Linked DNA regions of Sus scrofa: regions 1, 3 and 4 are each linked to region 2. The links are chromatin contacts, called in public Hi-C, HiChIP or PLAC-seq and promoter capture Hi-C maps. All regions are on one chromosome and are shown on one strand. Each heading gives the region's core, a stretch centred on a gene start, on an enhancer-like site or on the middle of the called end of the contact. The rest is flanking DNA. Distances are from core to core; before and after follow the strand shown.

Region 1 (2,700 bases), core at 148-2,647, 340 kb before region 2:
TTAAAGTTCAGGTGCTAAGTTCCCACCATGGCTCAGTAGTTAATGAACCTGATTAGCAACCATGAGCACATGTGTGCGATCCCTACCATCGTTCAGTGGGTTAAGGATCCCACATTGCTGTGGCTGTGGTGTAGGCTGGCAGCTACAGCTCCAATTTGACCCCTAGCCTGGGAACTTCCATATGCTGCAGGTGTGGCCCTAAAAAAAAAAAAAAAAGACAAAAGACAATAAATAAGTAAATAAATAATAAAAAATAAAGTTCAGATGCTTTTCTTATTTAAAATACCTATTTACCAATCCAGACTAAAATAATTCAGAAGCCTCCTTATCAGGAAGTACATCTGTACATAAAAATTTTAAGGCATATTAAATTAAGTCATAATTTTAGTGAACTAGTATCCCTTGGAATGGCAAGCCATGGTCCAAGGACAGTGATTTTTATAAACAAAATTTTATTGGACCACACTGCCAGGCCATTCATTTAAGAAAAAGCTTGCCGGAGTTCCCATCATGGCACAGGGGAAACAAATCTGACTAGGAACCATGAGGTCACGGGTTCAGTCCCTGGACTCACTCAGTGGGTTAAGGATCCGGCATTGCCATGAGTTGTGGTATAGGTCGCAGACGTGGCTCGGATCTGGCCTTGCTGTAACTGTGGTGTAGGCCAGCAGCTGCAGCTCGGATTAGACCCCTAGCCTGGGAACCTCCATATGCCGCAGGTGCGGCCCTCAAAAGCAAAAAAAAAGAAAAAAGAAAAAAGAAAAAAAAGAAAAAGCTTGCCAACTCCTGATCTAGAGTGAGTCTCAAACTTCAGCGTGTATCAGAGTTACACAGAGAGCTAATGAACACAGAAAGCCAAGCTCATTTTTACTAAGTTCCCAGGTAGTTGTGACATACACCAAAATCTGAGAACCATCATTCTGGATGGGTGCTTCTAAAACTATAATATGCACAGGAATCACATGTAGACGGTGTTGAAGATTCTGCTTCAGTAGGGCCTAGGGTGGGGCTCGAGAGACTCCTTTTCAAATAAGCTCCCAGTGTGGTCAATACTGCTGGTCAATGGGCTGTAATTTAAGGAGCAAGAATCCAGAGCAGTGCTTCTCTGATTTGGCTGCACATGAGAATCTCCTTTATAAGGTACAGACGCTACCCCCAACTGATCTGTGGTGTGCCCTGGGCACTGAGGTTTCATTTTTAAAACCCCCAAGCAATTCTAAAGTGCAGCCAAGTTGGGAAAGCTCTAGAGCACAACTCACCATCTCAGCAGTCAGCTCAGTTCAAAGAGTGGACTTCTCAACACAGCATATTTTTGATATATAGCACCCAAGATAGAAGGAGGGGTGCTACCATGACACATATCAACCAGGCCTAGACTTCAGCCAGCAGACCTATTGTTCCACCCAAGCACATCATGGACTCTGATCTTAAACAAGTTACAAAGAGGAGCTTCCTCTTCTTCACCTATCTAATGAGAAGCGGAGCCCCCAAGGTAACAGTAAGAGCAAAATGAGAGAACACTTGTGAAGTTGGTTTGGACAGCAGTGTATCCTGTAAGAAGGCATGCACACAAGCCCCACTTTCTGCACTCTTCCTATGCAGTCTAAGAGATACATATTTCACTTTCACCACTAAATCATGTTGAAACAGATATAAATGGGGAAGCACACACTGAGTTAAATTTCTAACAAAGTGCTTAATGATGCAGTTCCAGGAATGCATTGTGTCACAAGAGCGGAACCACCTGCAACGATTGAAGGATTAGTAAAGGATTACCAGCTCCAGGGAAAAGACAAAGGGCTGTCGTTTCCCAGGGATGTCAGCACTGCCTTTGTCATTAACCGCAAATACACTTATTGAAAACGTGGAGGTAGATTCAAAGTTGCAAGTTATCAACTCCTAAAGAGCTCTGCCCAGAGGATTGAAGGAAAAAAAGGGTTTTAACCCCAAAAAAGAATAAAAACAAAAAACAGAGCCAGAGGCAGGGGTAGGAGTGGCATGGAATTCTTTAATCTGGAAGGCAAAAAGGTTACATTTAATGGCAGGCAAAGACTGTATTAATAAATGACCAGTACGAAGTTACAAAGTTATTCTGAGTCAGAAGCCGCGGGACTTTTCTGGGCTCTGTACAATCAGAGTGGTAGTAAGCATAAATCTGAAGAAAATCCATGTGTCCAGCAAACTGCCATCTTAAGAGCTCTTGTCCAGGGGAAATCAGAGTGAACCTGAAAGAAAGAAGCAGAAAGGTAAGAAGAGCTGTTCGAGGTTTCTAAAAATATCATGTGATACTACAGACAGGGCCTCAAATCCTTCCATTTAATTCTAGCCCCCCAAAGACAAAGGTAATTATGGGGTTCCCAAATTCTGGACCATACTTAAGCCAGGCTAGAACAACCTGAATAAAACAAACATTTTTCACTGAACATTTTACAGAGCTATACATAAAAATTCAGAGTTCAAATCTGAATTCCAAGCACACCAAGGCATAACTGACTCGGCACTACAGATGCAGGTTCTCACACCAGCTCTACAATTAATTAGCTGTACAACTTCACTTAAGCCACTCTGACCTCTCTGATCCAAAACCTTTTTTGAGGTTAGAGGGCTGCAACTTAGCCTAAAGAGTTTTTCTGGATTTAGAAAGCTTATAAAGCACTAACTTCCAGAAATTTTTTCGTTTTTGTTTTTTGGGGGTGTTTT
Region 2 (2,700 bases), core at 88-2,587:
GCACACTTTGCAACTTGAAATCTCACTGGGTCTAATCTATCTTTCTAAATGTTCTAAAAATATTATGAGTTTTCTGGTTGGAAGTTTTCAAATTAAGTCCTAATTACTGGTCAAAGTCCATTCAATCCCATCCATTAAAACTTTGCTTTCCTCCAACCCTGCTCTGAAAAATTGCATTAGGGTTCCACAACCATGGCGCTGCATGGACCCTGTCATGCCACACAGTCAAGACCCACGTCAGCGCTTGGGTCCCACTGCTGCGGGGGCAAAGGAGAATGAAGAACCGCGGTTGGCCTGGATTGGGCATAATTCACCAAACGCTGAAGTTCCAGGGGTGATGGTAGCGCCATCTCCTGGGTCCGGTCACTGAGCTGGGCACAAGACAGCTTAATTAAGTACAGCAACAATGAAAAAGATAAAAACATTCCCCACGCTGTGTAACAAGCCAAGGCCACATTTCAAAACACGGACCTACAAGTAACCGACGGGCAGCATCTCTGCGAGGGCCGGTATCCTGATGCTGAAACCTCGTTTGTGGCCTCACTATATTCCTCTACCGCCGCCACGGAATGTGTGAGCAGTGACCAAACACGGAACGTGAAACTTCAGACACTGAGGAATAAATCTCAATTCCCTCATCTCTCTGAGTAGTGCCACTAGGGCCTGAAAACCGATCCCAAGTGTCCTCTGAGACTGTCCCTCCACAGTACGTGGGACTCTAAACATCAGCAATGTGGGAACCTGGAAAGGGATCAGTCACGGGGATCCTTGAAACAGTCTTTCATCGGTAGACACAGCCACGAGGCTGCCGATCCCTAATACAGTGCCAGTGGACAACAATTAAGTAGCGAACACTTCCAGATCAAAGAAAGCCAAAAAAAATTTATTTTAAAAGTTTGCCCCATTCTGCTCTTAACGCCATTTTCTGCCTCTGACGTAAGGGGGAGGGGCCGTGCGACAACGTCACGCATAGGTGACGTCGCGACGGGGGGACCGGTTTCGGGGTTTCTTACCAGTTCCGGGTCCCCGCAGGGGGACCCCGGTTCCTTCGGTTCCTCTGGGTGTGTCGGAGGGTGCTAAGTATGTCTCTCTTCCAGACACTCCGCAATAAAAGCACCACAGCAACCGGAGCTGCTCCACTTCCCGCAAAATGGCGGCAGCTCCACAGTCTTCCAGAACCTTCCCCGATCTGCGCAGGCGCGGAAACATTCAGGCGGCAGAACGAACCTCTCCGGTTTAGCGGCAACAGTCCAAAGTACAGATTTTCATTGGCTAAAATCCTAAGCAAGGGTGGAGCCAAGCTCAAAGGTCTCTTAGCAACCATCAAGTTCCCATTGATTGGCTAACCTTTCCAAGACTGGGGAAAAGCAGAAGCTTTAGACATCCGCCCATCGCTCTCATTGGTTAAATGGCTTGCGACAGGGCGGGGAAACCCGGCGCAGACGCGGCAAGGACTCGCCTGCCCAGCTCCCCCGCACTCCTGAAGCTAGGTCAACGCTGTGGGCGGAGCCAACGGGGAGGTACAGTGACGTCCTTGCCGGTCCCTATTCTATTTTGGCAAGACGGGGTCTCATTAAGCTTATCCAGGACGGCTTTATAGAGAGCAACTGCATTTGCTTCACGTGGGGAGGAATGCTGGGCTCCACATCCTCATTCTGTCTACATTCTCTCCTAGCCGCCGCCTTCTGTCCTCAGCGCTTGGACCTGATTAGTCGGTCAGATTAGTCTTCCACATTCTGCCTGGTCCTACAGCTCACATACCTTCAGTTCAAATCAGTGCCCCACACACCTCGAAACCACAAGAAAAGAGTTTCGCAAGTGACTCTTTGGGTGCAACAATACTCATCCCTCTAACCATAAAGAGAAGGAATTGTCCACACTCATGACCCAAGGGCTTCCAGAACCCTAAGACTTCAGCTGCCAGAAACGTAGCTGGTTAAAACATGGAGAGGGCCACGAAGTGAGAGGAATCATGTTGAGTCCTAATTTGGTATATTAACTTTATATCATTGTACCAATTTCAAATCCTTCCTCTGTAAATGTAGAACTGGATTATGTCTGAGGATTTCCAACTTTAACCCTGTGATTTTATTCAAACAAAATATGCGGCTTCTGGCTGCAGGAGTCTGGGTAACTTCCAGTATTTCTCCCAAGAAGTAACAAAGGAGCTGGCAGTGCAGCAGCTCAGGAAGGTGAAAGGGTGGCTGGCTTCACTCACTACCCCATCTTTCTTCATGGCAGCACCCTGCCCTGTCCCCAGACAAGAGCCTTATCACAGGTCCTAATGGATAAGACCGCACTGTAGCTGGACCTGGGAGTCCAAGAGTCACCACTAAGCTTCTTAAATAGGAAATAAAGCAAGGTCCCTTCGTGTCTTGGAAAAGAGCACAGGTCTGAATTTGTGTAAGTAAGGGGTGGAGAAACAGGCAGGGGGCAACAGGGTTGGAGCAGGAAAGGCCATAACTTCACTTTATTTGTATTTCCTCCTTACACAAAACCACCAAAACAGGAACAGAGATGGGCAGGGAAAAAGGCTGAAAATTTGTTCAATCCACATGTTCTCAGGGCTATTCCAGGGAGCACTTGAGGCTGAGTGCCTGTTGGAGCAGCCTCAGATCCAGCACAAACTCCTCATGCCTTAGCCAGAGGTCTTCACAGGTTGGCAGCGCAAGCCCTGCAATTCTCACCCTTTGCCCATGG
Region 3 (2,700 bases), core at 9-2,508, 310 kb before region 2:
GACTCTCAGCCTAGGAAATTCCATATGCTGTGGGTGTGGCCCTAAAAAGCAAAAAAAAAAAAAAAAAAAAAAAAGGAAAGAAAGACAAATACCATATATCGCTTATATCTGGAATAATGGCACAAATGAATCTATCTACAGAAAAGAAACAAACCCATGGACATGGAGAACAGGGAGAAGGGGAGGGAGTGGGATGGGCTGGGAGTATGGGGTTAGTAGATGCAAACTATAGCACCTAACCCTAGAGTGGATAAGCAATGAGATTCTGCTGTATAGCATAGGGAACTATATCTAATCATCAGTGATGGAACACGATGGAGGATAACGTAAAAAAGAATATATATATATATATATACATATACACATACATATGTATAACTGGATCACTTTACTGTACAGCAGAAATTAATAAAACATTGTAAGTCAACTATAGTAAGTTTAAAAATAAAAAAAAAAAGTCTACCAACTTCAAAGTTGTGTTAAAGCTAGGTGGAAATTGGGAAGAAGTTTTCCCTGGACTATATATACAAAGTGAAGAGGATCACCAGGTTGCACAGCAGCATGAAAGTGGTTTCTATATTTAATTCCAGCTCCTTGGTGATTCTCCAGTAACAGGCACGCCACCTGTCTGACCCTCCATTTCCCCATTCACAAAGAGAGAGCAATGCAGGCTCCTCTCATAACTTGACAAGGCAGTGTTCTGATACAAAGAGACGAGCACTGTGGGAATAAAAGCAGCGCACCAAAGAAACACATTATTATGGAGATTATTACTGAATCATTACCCGCTAGAATGAAGCTCCCCACGCAAGAGATAAAGCCGGAGAGGAAAGAGTTGAAGGGGAAGGTCCCCACGAGGAGACAGTAACCGAATTGCAGCGCCCCGGTCAGCAGTATATACAAGAGATATGCATCCAACAATTTCAGACGCTGAGGAGTGGAGCTCAAGTACTCTTCTAAGAACCGGGAGATTACCGACAACACCGACGCCGACATGACTATAAACTTGGTACTTCGGCCGGCGTACCCCAAGCTCCTAGAGTACCAGACGACCACACCGGATGTAGTCTTAGCGCATGCGCAGCGGTACAGCCCAGCTCCGTCCTCCCCGATTTGCGCAGGCGTATAGACCGACCAAGGCGCGAAACAACCAATGCGCAGACGCAGAATACATCCTCAAAATGAGAACTACAGCCAGAGAAAGCTAGTGCGCCTGCGCAACGGATCTTTCCCTGTGCTGGAGACGTGTACTCTTTTTGTTCCATTTCCGCCGTCAGGTTGGTGACGCCCACAGTTGCTCTAGCAACAAGATAGTGCGGGAGGAAGACCGGGAGAGGCTTTACAGCCAATAGCGAAGCTACTCCGAGGTTTGGAGTCTCTTTGGTTCACTCACGTTCTCAAACATATACTATTTAGATCTGCTATAGGGCAATGTCTGGCGCTCTCCGGGTTCAGTACTTGTTCGGTCCTAATTCTGTTAAGGGCGCTAACTGCGATCCGTCCCAGATCATTGGAGCAAGTCAGGTTGCCCCAAAGTTGGAACCACCCGATCAGTGTCTGAGCGGGCACCAGTTTAGACGTGGTTATTGGGGGTGGGAGGTGTGGGGCGGAGTGGGGGAGCTCGACTTTACCCGGTCCTGAACTGGCTTTAGGATCTAGACTTGGGGACGCTTATTAATAAGAGCGATAGAATCAAACCTCAGGTATTCATTCAGCAGACATTTATTGGGCTCCTCCACATTTTTTGAATTGTAGTTAGTCAATTGTAGGTATTCTTCGGTGAATCTGATAGTCTTAAAAGAGCTGGGGGTGGGCGTGGGGTGAGAAAGTCGATTAAATTGCATAGAGTATACGATCAAGTTTAGCAGCGTGCTACTCCCAACCTAGCATCTTGAACCTGTTGTTGAACTATCCCAGAATGTCAGTGCTGAAAGGCCTGAAAGAGCATTGCCTGGTGCCTGGTTCAAACTCTACCCCTTCCGATTTATTTTGCAGAAGAAAATGAAGGTTTAAGGTTTTGTATTTTAACAAGTGGAATTAGTTACTTGTATTTAGTGTTTTAACCTTTTTGAAAAATAAGGTCCACCTTAGTTTCTGGCTTTTGCCGCGTTTTTTGTTTTGTTTTGTTTTTTTCCCATGCCAGAGGCTTGTGGAAATTACCCTGGCCAGGGATCAAACCAGGTCACAGCAGCAACCCAAGCCACTGCAGTGACAATGCCAGATCCTTAACCCACTGTGCCACAAGAGAACTCCTGCTGCCCTTTTATTTTAGGTGAATCTGATCTAACAGACCTAGCTCATCGCACTTTCAGCTGCAAGTAGCATATAACCAGGTACTTTTTCAACTTATTAGTAACTTTAAACTATCCTAGCCACTCAAGCAAAATTCCTAAAACAGCAAGTAAACCTTCCTTAGTTTTCATTTGTTGTTTGTGTTCACACTGGAACCAGGAGTTCCCGTGGTGGCTCAGTGGTTAACGAATCTGACTAGCATCCATGAGGATGTAGGTTCGATCCCTGGCCTTATTCAGTGGGTTAACGATCCGGCGTTGCCATGAGCTGTGGTGTAGGTTGCAGATGTGGCTCGGATCTGGCGTTGCTATGGCTGTGGTGTAGGCCAGCAGCTGTAGCTCCAATTCAACCCCTGGCCTAGGAATCTCCATATATCGTGAGTGTGGCCCTTAAAAAAAAAAAAAAAGT
Region 4 (2,700 bases), core at 39-2,538, 360 kb after region 2:
AGGCATGTTGCCCCCATGGTGGAGGTGCAAATTTAGAGTCCAATCTCGTCTCCAAGCTCTTGCAAACTCTAGTTAGGAAAGGCAGCACAGAACACTCAAACGCACAGCGGAGGAAGGACCGCTTGTCAAGGGAGAAGACGGGAGGCTAGTGGAAGGCTTCCGCAGGGGAGGTGAAGACGGGGTTTGTAGCTGTCTGCTTGAAAAAGGACTGACTGCATGTAGAGGCACAGACCTGGGTGCAGATACACCCGCTGGAATGAAGATTGTGGAAATAACACCAAGTAGTCTGGTCCTGAGGTCTCTTAAGGCCTCAGCAAGGAATTTTAAGACTTTACCTGGCCAGCAAAGGGGAGCCAGTTCGGTCTGGTAGTGGTGTGGATTGAAATGGTGACACTGGAAGCTGACACATTAGGGAGTTGTAGCAAACATTCCAAGCAAGAGAAAAACAGGCTGAAACTGGGACATAAGCAGAATGCTTGGAAAGTATGCCTATGTAGGAAGACAGCACGGTTAGAACTTGTGACTGGTACTGGAGTGAGAATTCCTCCCTGCTTTCTGGTTTGGGGAGACCTAGTGCATAATGGTGCCAATAACCTGAGTGGGAAAGGTAAGCTCCTTCCTGGAGAGCGCCATTCGGAACCCTCCATTTCCAGCAACATCCCACCTACTGGGGCATTCCTGGTGCCCAGAAACAGGTTTCCAGAAACCGCCGCAGAGTTTCCGACCTCTGCCTTTCAAAAGTTCAACCTTGATACTGGCAACCAACAGTATCAAGATGGCGGCACCCTAAAGACTAGTCATGTGACCTAGGGTTTCCCTCGCTGGAAGCCGAGCAGTTCGTTTGGGGGCAAAGTTCACCTGTCACAAAACGGGGGTCAGCCCTTCGAATCTCGCGAGCCAGTCGGCGTTTGAGACTGGGCCACTCCGGCGAGGGGATCGCTAGATTGGTCCTTTCCACTCGCTCAGCCAGCGGCCAATCACGGAGCGCCATACTTTGCGGATCCGCCCGTAGGCGGGGGAGAAGCAAGAACGTCGTCACAGCGTGGCGGCATTGTTACCTAAGGGCTTGAGAGGAGGTGGTACGTGCGTTGATTGACAGACCGATTTCCCCTACCGGGATTTGAGAATTTGGGGCAATCCCCCGCCTTAGGGGTGGGGTCTTATTTGATTGCCAAGTAATATTCTCCAATGGACTCCTAGCTCGCCGTGATGGGCAGGCTGCTTGACTAATGAATCCTCGGCGTGGCCGGCGCAGCTCTCCAATCGTTGGGCGGCGGGCCCCAGTCTGAGCGGCGATGGCGGCGGCGGCGGCGGCGGCAGCAGCAGCGGGGGCTGCGGGCGGTCGGGGCTCCGGGCCGGGGCGGCGGCGCCATCTTGTGCCCGGGGCCGGTGGGGAGGCCGGGGAGGGGGCCCCGGGGGGCGCAGGGGACTACGGGAACGGCTTGGAGTCTGAGGAGCTGGAGCCTGAGGAGCTGCTGCTGGAGCCCGAGCCGGAGCCCGAGCCCGAAGAGGAGCCGCCCCGGCCCCGCGCCCCCCCAGGAGCTCCGGGCCCTGGGCCTGGCTCGGGAGCCCCCGGCAGCCAGGAGGAGGAGGAGGAGCCGGGACTGGTCGAGGGTGACCCGGGGGACGGCGCCATTGAGGACCCGGTGAGGGAAGGAGGGCGAGCGAGCAGGCCGGCGACCGGCCGGCCGGGTCACGGGAGGCCCAGAGCTCGGGCGAGCGGGAGGCGGGCGGGGGGTGGGGGTGGGCGGGGAATAACGTGGCTGGGGCCGGGCTGGGGACGCAGCATCGACCGCCAGAAGGGGCCCAGCCGGGTGGATTCGGACGTAATGGGTGTCTAGTGTTGTTCTAAAAAAGGTAGCTTGATTTTCTTTTTATCATGACCCTCGCGTGGGGCAAGGGAAATGGCAGAGCATGGCTGGGGCCGCGCGCCGATCGAGAGCAGGGCAAAGCCCCTGCGTTGGTTCCTCTTAAGCTCTTCTCCATACCCTCCCCACTCATTGTAGGAGCTGGAAGCGATCAAAGCTCGAGTCAGGGAGATGGAGGAAGAAGCTGAGAAGCTAAAGGAGCTACAGAACGAAGTAGAGAAGCAGATGAATATGAGTCCACCACCAGGCAATGGTGAGTAACTGGCGGTTACACGCGGATCCCAGGTTCTCGCATTGGAAGGGTTATGGGAGCACGGTTCATATGGGATTGGATGCTCCATACCTTGGAGCTGCTTGTCTGAGCAGTTATTGGGCAGGTGCCTCGGTCGTAGTCCGTTGTGTGTTTCTGACCTTTGTGAGACCGAGTCTGTTTTGGTGATGGTAGTCTTGTGCCTCCCTTTGTTCCTGTTACAAATGTGTTGCTCTTTGTTCTTAGTCTTTCTCTGCCCTTTGTGAAGGTTGCCAGCTGGCATTTGACCTTCAAGTCCAATAGTTCTCTCAGTTGGAGACCCTTTAGTTAGGAGTCTTAAGAGAACTGCTCAGCTTCAGGGGGCTTCCTCTCTAATCCAGAAACGTCCAATCTCAGCCCACTTAATTTTGTTCACTTTCCAGATCATTGCAACCAAAGCTATTCAATAGGGACTTGATTTGGGGTTGGGAGGGAATTCCTGTACTGTTGTGGTTTTTTTTAGTTTGTTTTTTTCTTTTAATGTATTGATCTCTTCTTTCGTTTGTCAAATATTTAATGAGCACCTACTGTATGCTAGACTGT

The links. Promoter capture Hi-C pulls out the DNA fragments that hold promoters and counts their contacts. A called contact is a pair of places that touch in the nucleus more often than the background predicts. HiChIP or PLAC-seq counts read pairs in DNA pulled down with a chosen protein or histone mark.
Region 1: a contact with region 2 is called in an H3K27ac HiChIP or PLAC-seq map of alveolar macrophages. The contact joins the enhancer-like site here to the promoter of RBM23 in region 2. A contact is called at or near these places in 3 of 5 promoter capture datasets (fetal liver, fetal skeletal muscle and liver), 6 of 47 Hi-C or Micro-C datasets (alveolar macrophages, embryonic fibroblasts, epiblast stem cells and 3 more) and 2 of 2 datasets of contacts at active chromatin or transcription factors (alveolar macrophages and skeletal muscle).
Region 3: a Hi-C map of skeletal muscle shows a contact between it and region 2, with 3 times the contacts expected there. The contact joins the promoter of ABHD4 here to the promoter of RBM23 in region 2. A contact is called at or near these places in 2 of 5 promoter capture datasets (fetal liver and liver), 4 of 47 Hi-C or Micro-C datasets (epiblast stem cells, heart right ventricle, liver and 1 more) and 1 of 2 datasets of contacts at active chromatin or transcription factors (alveolar macrophages).
Region 4: a contact with region 2 is called in a promoter capture Hi-C map of fetal liver, with 2.9 times the contacts expected there. The contact joins the promoter of PABPN1 here to the promoter of RBM23 in region 2. A contact is called at or near these places in 2 of 5 promoter capture datasets (fetal liver and liver), 4 of 47 Hi-C or Micro-C datasets (alveolar macrophages, heart right ventricle, liver and 1 more) and 1 of 2 datasets of contacts at active chromatin or transcription factors (alveolar macrophages).

Annotation. Positions count from the first base shown.
Region 1 is chr7:76,456,693-76,459,392 of Sscrofa11.1, reverse strand. DAD1 (defender against cell death 1) reads right to left here. Exons shown (of 3, transcript NM_213944.1): 3 at 1,990-2,225. Among named protein-coding and RNA genes, the nearest start is that of DAD1, 26 kb to the right of the region's middle. Within about 2 kb of position 1,397, at least 19 of the 83 cell types and tissues checked have an H3K27ac peak or open chromatin away from gene starts, as enhancers often do. A contact at or near this core is called in alveolar macrophages and epiblast stem cells, where this site is marked.
Region 2 is chr7:76,119,362-76,122,061 of Sscrofa11.1, reverse strand. It overlaps RBM23 (probable RNA-binding protein 23), which reads right to left and starts at 1,337. Exons shown (of 14, transcript XM_021099252.1): 1 at 1,014-1,337. The coding sequence starts at 1,209. It overlaps PRMT5 (protein arginine methyltransferase 5), which reads right to left. Exons shown (of 17, transcript NM_001160093.1): 17 at 2,445-2,700.
Region 3 is chr7:76,430,394-76,433,093 of Sscrofa11.1, reverse strand. It overlaps ABHD4 (protein ABHD4), which reads left to right and starts at 1,258. Exons shown (of 7, transcript XM_021099270.1): 1 at 1,258-1,367. DAD1 (defender against cell death 1) reads right to left here and starts at 1,054. Exons shown (of 3, transcript NM_213944.1): 1 at 786-1,054. The coding sequence starts at 996.
Region 4 is chr7:75,755,110-75,757,809 of Sscrofa11.1, reverse strand. It overlaps PABPN1 (poly(A) binding protein nuclear 1), which reads left to right and starts at 1,288. Exons shown (of 7, transcript NM_001243548.1): 1 at 1,288-1,646; 2 at 2,007-2,121. The coding sequence starts at 1,296.